Regions from separate parts of the Mus musculus genome. Here region 2 is linked to region 1. A link is a contact called in public HiChIP or PLAC-seq data. All regions are on one chromosome and are shown on one strand. Each heading gives the region's core, a stretch centred on a gene start, on an enhancer-like site or on the middle of the called end of the contact. The rest is flanking DNA. Distances are from core to core; before and after follow the strand shown.

The links. HiChIP or PLAC-seq counts read pairs in DNA pulled down with a chosen protein or histone mark.
Region 2: a FOXA1 HiChIP or PLAC-seq map of pancreatic cancer cells shows a contact between it and region 1. The contact joins two enhancer-like sites. A contact is called at or near these places in 5 of 39 promoter capture datasets (the 3T3-L1 cell line, the HPC-7 cell line, hippocampal neurons and 2 more) and 4 of 115 datasets of contacts at active chromatin or transcription factors (double positive thymocytes, embryonic midbrain, embryonic stem cells and 1 more).

Annotation. Positions count from the first base shown.
Region 1 is chr1:180,310,742-180,315,391 of GRCm38.p6, forward strand. No RefSeq gene overlaps it. Among named protein-coding and RNA genes, the nearest start is that of Gm39713, 4.0 kb to the left of the region's middle. Within about 2 kb of position 2,295, at least 210 of the 459 cell types and tissues checked have an H3K27ac peak or open chromatin away from gene starts, as enhancers often do. A contact at or near this core is called in pancreatic cancer cells, where this site is marked.
Region 2 is chr1:180,754,952-180,759,666 of GRCm38.p6, forward strand. No RefSeq gene overlaps it. Among named protein-coding and RNA genes, the nearest start is that of Gm38293, 11 kb to the right of the region's middle. Within about 2 kb of position 3,115, at least 29 of the 459 cell types and tissues checked have an H3K27ac peak or open chromatin away from gene starts, as enhancers often do. A contact at or near this core is called in pancreatic cancer cells, where this site is marked.

The sequences.
Region 1 (4,650 bases), core at 1,045-3,544:
GCAAAAGTGGAATTGGTAGGGTTGTCAGGTGTGTGTATCATCTGCTTGACAAGCTGGTGTCAAGGATTTCCTTTTGTTTTGTTTGAGTGGGATTACAGATGGCTGTGAGCCACCTGAAATGCATGCAGGGAACTGAACCCCACCCCAGTCCTCTTCACCACTAAGCCATCTCTTCAAACCCTGAAGAATCTCATCATGGTCATGAGCAGGTCAGAGGACAACTTAGAGTCTGTTCTGTTTTTCCACCAAGTGGCTCCTGAGGACCAAACTCAGGTTGTCAGCTGAGCCACCTCTATACCCCTGATTATCCTTCTGCTTGCATCTTTATTCCTTGTGCAGGGCTGTTTTTACCCTTGTGTTAACCATCGTTTTCTCTCCTCCTCATCCATGCCTCTGTTGTCTACTGTCACTGATTATTACTGTTGGCTTTCCCCAAAGGTTGTAGCTCAGATTTCTTCTTCTTCTTCTTCTTCTTCTTCTTCTTCTTCTTCTTCTTCTTCTTCTTCTTCTTCTTCTTCTTCTTCTTCATCATCATCTTTCCTTCTCCTTCTCCTCCTTTCTTCTCCTTCTTCTTCCTCTCCTTTTTCTTCCTCTTCTTCCTTTTCTTTTCATCTTCTCCTAATATTTTCTTTATTTTATGTATGTGAATACACTGTCACTATCCTCAGACACACCAGAAGAAGGTATCGGATCCCATTACAGATGGTTGTGAGCCACCATGGGGTTGCTGGGAATTGAACTCAGGACCTTTGGAAGAGCAGTCAGTGCTCCTAACTGCTGAGCCATCTCTCCAGCCCTGTAGCTCAGATTTCAATGGTATTGTTTCTTCTTGCTTCTAATTTATATTTTATTTTTCTAATTATATGTTTGATCTATACTAAGTTCTATTTAAGTCTCTTAAATCCAAAATCACTTTCCTTTTTTGTTTCTGTTGTCTTGCCACCAGTGTGAGTTACTTTTTACACTTCAGACTATCACAAAACACCCGACAGAAGCAAGGTCAGAGAGGATGGCCTCGTTCCCGGTTCATGGCTCAGGGGATAACAATTTATTGCAGCCAGAGGACAGCATGGCAGCAGAAGCAGCTGGGTCTATGGCAGAGGGAATTGGGCATGTGGCTTGTTATAGCTCTGTAGACTAGAAAGCAGAAAGTCCAGACAGGATGCCCGCTACAGTCCCACAGCCCATTTCTATGGACTCAGTCCTCCAACTAGGTTCCATGGCCTCCCAAAACACCAGTGCCAGGAGGGCACCAAGTATCTAAACACATGAGCAGATGGGGGACATCTTGCTTTCAAACTGTACCACCATCGTCGTTGGTTTTTTTTTTTTTTTTTTTTTTTTTTTGTCTACTTGATGGATCCATGTCCTCACTGAGCTGTACCCTGAGGAGAATGGCAGAGGTGGCCTTGCCATGCCGGAGCTCTGACTGCCTCAATGGGCGAGCTGTGCTCATCCTTCTCCTTTTCCTCACACTGGGCTTCATCTTTGTTGTGCTTTGTCCTTTCATTTTGCTTGTGTTTGGGCAACTCCACCCACTCATACTTGCTGGAAACTCTCTTCCTCCTATTCTTTTTTTTTTTTTTCCCCTTGGTTTCCTGAGAAGGTAAGACTGGGATGGCTGGAGGGCAAAGCTGAAATGGGGCTCTGTCTGCCGTGACTCCGGAGCTGTGTCAGGAGTCAGTCCTCCGGTTTGGACAGCACACACAGTCCCTGTAGGGAGGCAGAACCTTCACATTGTTGACCAAATTTAGCTTGTTGCCCTGGAGCCTTCACTTTGGCCAAAGTCAGCCAAGTTATTCACTTCCCCCATTTTACCCCTTTCTTCCACGGTGGCTGTTTCTGATTTCTTTTTCGTCACAGTGGGAAATGCAAAAAACAAAAACAAAAACAAAAACATAAAAACCCACACAAGCGAACAAAGCAGAAACCCTGCATGTAAAGCTGGGGAGAGGTCAGAGACAAAGAATCTGACTCCATTAAACTCCAAGCTGCAGAAAATGTTTCTAGGGACAAGAAAGGCAGTGCATCTGTCACCGGCTTGCCGTCTTCCGTGTCCCAGCGTCTCTATTCTTCCACCAAGTGTAACTACAGTTGTCCTTTAGAATACAAGAGCAGCTGCCTTCAGCCACAAGAATGGTTTGCTTCCTTTTGTATCCATCCACTCAAGTGCACGCCATGAGTCATGTGAGCTTCAAAAACCCAGCAGGACCAAGGTATGTTCATGCCCCAACTAGTGGGGCAAAGCAGGGCAGGGCGCAGACACTCTCCAGGGTGAGTGTCAGACAGAAGGTCTGGGGGAAGCCTGGGAATCTCCCTTGGGTGATGACTCAGGGCCTAGAAACAATGACTTCAGCACAGACAGTGACCTGGAAATCAATCTAGTCAGCTGTCTGGGTTGGAAGAGAGATCCCAAGCCAAGCCGAGCCAGGGAAGCAGCCCAGAAGCTCCCAGCCTGCCCCTCCCCCAACACTCCTGGGCTTGTCTGAGGGCTGGGGTGATGATTTCATTCTGCATCTCCGAGTTTAGTCTCAGGGGCTGCTGCAGTGGCCACAATCTCTGGGTTGAATAATGGGGAAATCAAGCCGACAGGGTAGAGAAGACTTTAGTGGCTAAATCGACATGCAGGTCCATTCATTTAATTGGCAGAGATTTCAGAGTAAGGTCCCTTGCCAATTGTCATAAACATACAATTATAGTCATTAACGACACAAATGGCTGCCTATCGCTAAACACTAATTTCACTCTAGCTAATCATCTTTTTAAATTATTTGCTTATTATGTGCCCACCGCACAATCTCACTTACTCTTCCTAATGACCCCTGAGACACATGTTATTGTTTTTATTTTACCACTGGGTAAATATATATGTCCACAGTGAGACGTGTCATATGAATCTGTGTAGTCTCCTTATGTCCTCCTACCTCAGATCCCTTCCTAAGGTTGGTGATCTCATCTCCCAGTGGCTTTGATCTTGGCTGCTAATGCTTTGTACCCATCCCTCTATAGAAAAGTGGTCCCCGGCTAAACGGGAACAACTTCGCTCTGGAGGTAATTCTCTCTCCTCCCCGCAACCAGAAGCCTAGGGTTACTAGTACTCAGAGACTCCGTGATCCTGGGAGTGGTTAGCGAGAAAAGGGCGTACGGCATGAAAGCGTGGAACCGTGTTTGAATCCACAAAGAGAAGTTGGGTGCGGCAGTGCACAGGTCTGTAATCCCAGTGCTCTCACAGGAGGGGGAGAGGCGGAGACAGGAGAATCCCTGGAAGCTCATTGGCCAGCTCGCTTGGCATTTGCAGCAGAGAAACAAGAGAGGCAAGCCAGAGTCTGGCTCCTCCCTGCCTCCAGGTTGGACAGGTAGTGGAATTCACACTCCTGATAGATAGCCCATGTTTCTGACTTGTCTCTGGCTGAAACTCTGTCTTTGCACCCTTCTGTTGTTTTGTCTGCCCCTTCTCGCTTTGTTTCTCAGAAGTCCTTGTTTTTAAGTGATGTGCTGGGGTTCTACTTCCTGTGAATCTACCCACAACAGCTGAGGAGTGAACACAGGGCTTTAATTCCAGGCCGACTGAGTTCAAACAAGTCTCCACAGCTGTGCGTCAGTTCATCTCTCTGAGTCTAGTCTGACTGTTCTCGTCAGTTTTAAAACGGTGGACTAATATTACCCAATAATTTTCATCCCTTCTTTTCAATAAACCTGGGTATTCACCTCTATTAGGACTTGATTCTCCAAGGACAGTGTCTGTTTCTGGCGTGTGACAAGTTTCCCAGGCTGAAGCCAGAAGGTGGTAAAATCAACGTTAGACCAGTGGTTCTCAACCTTCTTAATGCTGAGACGCTTTAATACAGTTCCTCATGTTGTAGTGACCCCAAACATAAGATTATTTTTATTGCTACTTCATAACTGTAATTTTGCTGCCAATACGAATCACAATGTAAACATCTGTGCTTTCTGATGGTCTTAGGCGACCATTCGATCCTCAAAGGGGTCATGTGCAGACTAAGATCTGCTGCTTTAGAGAACTGGAGCAGCCCTTGAGAAAGAAATGAAACAGAATGGAACGAAAAGACAGGCACCGTTGGAGTGCATCATACTTAATACGCGGTTACTCTCGCATGCGTGGCTGTGATGACATCTGGCAGGAACAACTTAAAAAAGGAAAGGCTTATTCTGGCTCCTGGTTTCAGTTGTGTTAGAGAACTTGTCTATGTCAAGGCAGACCAGGAGCAGAAAGTGAGAGGAATCCGGACCAAGTGTGACCTTCAGTGACCCATTTCTAGCAGCGAGACCCTACCTCCAAAAGCTTCCAGAACCTCCCTGAATCATACTGCCAGCAATCATTTCAGACTTCTTCCCTCCCTCCCTCTTTCCTTCTCTCCCTCTCTCCCTTCCCCCTCCCTTCTTCCCTCCTTCTTCCCCTCTCTCCCTCCCTCTTTCCCTCCCTCCCTCCCTCCTTCCTAGAGTGCTAGAGATGGAGCTAGGCATTCTGGATTGGAGCTCTACCATTGAGCTATACCTCAGCCCCAAACGTCTATTTCTGTAAAGTGAACCTGCTTCATGTCTATCTCCACAGAGCCTTGATAGGAGACCCATGGAGATGCTGAGTAATGACATAAGAATGTCTTTTTTGACCAGCTGCCAATGAATGGG
Region 2 (4,715 bases), core at 1,865-4,364, 450 kb after region 1:
ACTAGAGTTACAGACAGTTGTGAGTTGCCACATACACATTGGATTATACATGTAAACAAGGATTTTTGTTTTGTTTTGGGTTTTGGGTGTTTTGGGGTTTTGTTTTTTTGTTTTTTGGTGGTGGTTTTTAACTTTAAAAGCGCATCTAGGGGGTGCAGAGGTGACTCAGTGGTTAAGAGCTTGTACTGCTGTTCAGAGGATGTACGTTCAGTCCTAGCACTCACATGGGGCTGTTCATAGTTACACCTTGAGCTCCAGAAAATCTGATAGCCTTTTCTGGCCTCCTAGTATCCATGTTCTGTGAGCATACTCACGCAAACACATATATGCATACACATTAGTAAAAAATCTCCTCTAAAAACTCTAGTTTCTTTTAGAGAACCTTTCCAAGCCAGTGGTGGCGCACACCTTTAGTCCCAGCACTCGGGAGACAGAGGCAGGCGGATTTCTGAGTTTGAGGCCAGCCTGGTCTACAGAGTGAGTTCCAGGACAGCCAGGGCTACACAGAGAAACCCTGTCTTGGAAAACCAAAAAAAAATTAAAAAAGGAAAAGAAAATGTTTCCAGATATTAAACACAGGTGTAATAATCATTACCCGAAGTGTTTGATACCACAAGTGTTCCTGGTTTTAAGCTTTTTCATGTACTGGAGTGTTTGTATAGACCAGATGTCCTGGGGTCCGAGTGTGAGCATGAAAGTCATTTCTGTTTGGTGTGCACGTTATACTCATAGCCTGTAGATGAATGTGTTCAGTAATTTGAGTCTGCCTGCATTTGACAGTGGCCCCCCATGTGAGATCATTTACAAACTCACATGTGTGCTTCCCGAGGGAAAGGCTCTTGCTGTGCATGTTTGCCCAGCTGAGTTCATCCCAGAACCCCATGGAAGGGTGGAAGGAGAGAGACATATCCCACAAAGTTGTCCTCTAATGTCCACATGTGAACTGTGGCGTGTATGTGCTCGCACAAGCACACACACACACACAAAGTATAAATCTACAACAGTGAAATTCCACTGTTTCCCTGGTAACCACTAATAGCGTAATGCATTTCTTTCTATTGATTGTTTGGATTTCCCCTCCTGGACATTTCCTGTGTCCTTTGCTTATTCCAATTAAACTTCTTTTGGAGTTACTTTATTTGTTTGAGTGTTTTGCCTGCATGTATGCTTGTGCACTACACACGTACACAGTGTGCACAGAGGTCAGAAGAGGGTATCGGATACACTGAGAAGACTTACAGCAGCTGCCATGATGGGACCTGAACCTCTGCAAGAAAACTAAGCTTTCTCAACCATCAGTTAAATAATTTTGTATGGTTTTATCATTTTTTTAATTCAGTTTAAGCTGGGTGTGGTAGTACATGCCTTAAATCCATCATTAGGCAGAGGCAAGAGATCTCTGGATTTGAGGCCAGACTAGTCTCTGTAACAAGTTCTAGTATAGCCATGTCTACCTAGACTGTCCCTAAATAAGTAAATAAGTAAAAATAGTTTACATAGTTTTACATAAAGGGCTGACAAATGGTTCTGGGTGGCTCACCTACCATCAAGCTTAAGACCTGAGTTCAATCCCCAGGACTAGATTTTCCAAGGTGGGGATTCCCAAGAGACTGTCTTCTGACTCCCACATTCAAACCATGGCGTGTGTGCACACCTGCACACAAAAGGAAAACTTTAAAAAACCTTTCTTCCCAATTCTAGTCTGTGTCTTGCGTGTGTACACGGGTGTTTTTTTTTTTTTTATTCCTTGTGGATTTTTGCTTATTTCCATATGTATGAGTTTCTGTGGTGTTGGATTTGTGTTATATATTTTAATTTCATTTTTAATAATTGTGCCTGTGGGGATGTGTGCCCTCAGAGGTCAGAAGAGGAAGTCAGGTCTTCTAGAGTTGGACTCACAGGGGAGCTGTTTTTCTTCTAGTCACTGTTCTGTTGCTGCGAAGAGACACCATGGCCAAGGTTGCGGAAATCTCTGAGCTACAGATACAGAGTGAGTCCCTATGTCAAAGAAGGGGAAGGGGAGGGGAGGATGAGGGTCAGAAAGATGGCTTAGACCAGTGGTTCTCACCCTTCCTAATGCTGCAACCCTTTGACACAGTTCCTCATGTTGTGGCAACCCCCAACCATAAAAGTATTTTTGTTGCTACTTCACAACTGTAATTTTGGTACTGTTACAAATCATAAATGCCTGATATGCAGCCCCTATAAAAGGGTCATTTGACCCTCGGGCTTAGAGTTTAGAAGCCCTTGTTATTTTTGCAGGGAGCCCAAATTTACTTCCACATATACTCAGACACATATATACATAATGTGTGTGTGTGTGGCTCCTCCTTGAGAAGCCCAAGCCCATCCCTGCCTTGGGGCTTAAACACACACACACACACACACACAGAGGGGATCATGAGTTAAGTCTGACTTACACTGAGTGGTAAGCCTGCCAGGGCTATATGCTGTATGTTACAGCAAGACTGACTCAGAAAAAAAAAAAAAAAAGAAAAAAAAAAAAAAGCACCATAGCAGTTTGAGCTTTCTGAATGGAAAGGCCTCATGCTTTAAGAGCTGAGCTGCATCCCACTGCAGCTGACATAATATTACAAGACCAACCCCAAAACCTGACACTTGCCACACATCAGGGGACATACTCTGTGCTCCTGTTGACCTGTGAGCTCATGGTCTAGGAAATGAGAGCTATCTCTGAAGGTCTTTCCTGGCAGGTTGAAGGTGTGTGTAAAATGCCTTGGCAGGCAGTGCAATAAAAATGGTAGTTACCATGGGATGGGAAGTTGCCTCATTTGGCCTTTATCCCCCACCCCCATCAGTAGACCGTTGAGGTACAGCAGTCCCAGAACCTTGCTGCAGGATGTGGACAAGCGAACCCTTTCTCCATTTGGACATTGCACCAATAAGCTGGCCAGAGGAACTGGTGCCCCCTGCCTGCTGTCTGTTACCATGGTCTCCTCCAATTCCAACAAGAAAGGTAGGTGCCTCCCTCATCATAAGGCGTGCCACCTCACTAGCAGGAAGTAGAGTGGACTTTGGCACTGGGCAAGCAGGAAGGTGTGATCTGCTAAAGAGTCCAGCGTGGCACAGGTGGCAGTGCGAGTGCAGTCTGCCCTGGTGCCTGAGCTGTGTGGAAGATGTGGGTAGGCACAGAGCCACAGACTCAGGCTCACAGGCTCATGCCTCATCCTGGCACGTGCAACCAGGTGTTGTCCTTGGGGACAGGAGTGTCATCAGCCTGCCCACATCAGCTTGGGAGCCGCTTCTTGCATCAGGGACTCTATTGCATTCAATAACAACTTACTAAAACTAGGCTCTTTAACATATTAACTCAGAGGGAGTTAGTTGGCTGTGTCAAGATGAACCTGGTGTCTGACCCTTCCTGCCCGCCAGCTGCCAGAAACCCATTGAGCTGGACAGTAAACACAAACTTTTTTTTTTTTCAAGACAGGGTTTCTCTGTGTAGCCCTGGCTGTCCTGGAACTCACTCTGTGGACCAGGCTGGCCTGGAATTCAGAAATCCGCCTGCCTCTGCCTTGCGAGTGCTGGAATTAAAGGCATGAATGGGAACTATGGGAACTTTGCATTTTCTCTGAGAAGCAAATGGCCACAGAAGTAGCTGCTGATGCTCTGGTAAAGAGTGCAAGGGCTGTGTGGTCCAAATCAGTAATGGAAATGACAGACAAGACTTCCCCATGAAGCAAGGCTTCTTGACTCAGAGAGTACCTGCTGTTGAGTAAGGGGCATGCTTGCTGTGGACCAAGGAGAACTGGAGAGGGGGGGCAAGTCTGTCTGTGAATGTCAGTCTGAAGTTCTCAACTTCCTGGAGAGAATGTATGTGCCACGTTTTCACTATTCATTCATCTGTCCGTGGACAACTTGGTTGATTCCGGTTCTGCAGTGAATAAAGCCACAACAAACGTGGACATGCAAAATCTCTGCGGCTAGTGTATGGACGTCTCTCATGGTTTTACTTTGCATCTCCCTGACGGCTCGAGTCATTGAACACTTGGAGATTGTTCTTGGGCATTTGTGTTTTTTGAAAAACTATCGAGTTCATTTGCCCATTTGTTGGTTGGCAGTTTTATTTCCTTGGTGTTGGATTTCTGCAATTCTTGCTGGGCGTGATGATGACTTTAATCCCAGCTCCCAGGAAGCAGAGGGGAGAGTCCAAGGCCAGCCTGATTTACATCGTTTCAGGCCAGCTAAGGCCAATGTTCTGTAGGTCTTTATTAGATCCAAGAGTTTTCTAGTTGACTCAACAGAATCTTTTTTTTTTCCTCTTACAATTTCTTTCTTTTATTTCTTTTTTTTATTACGTATTTTCCTCAATTACATTTCCAATGCTATCCCAAAAGTCCCCCATACCCTCTCCCCCACTCCCCTACCCACCCATTCCCACTTTTTGGCCCTGGTGTTCCCCTGTACTGGGGCATATAAAGTTTGCCTGTCCAATGGGCCTCTCTTTCCAGTGATGGCCGACTAGGCCATCTTTTGATACATATGTAGCTAGAGTCAAGAGCTCCGGGTTAATGGTTAGTTCATAATGTTGTTGCACCTACAGGGTTGCAGATCTCTTTAGCTCCTTGGATACTTTCTCTAGCTCCTCCATTGGGAGCCCTGTGATCCATCCAGTAGCTGACTGTGATCATCCACTTAGTGTTTGCCAGGCCCCGGAACAGAATCTTTAAATAAGTGAAGAACCATGTAGTCTG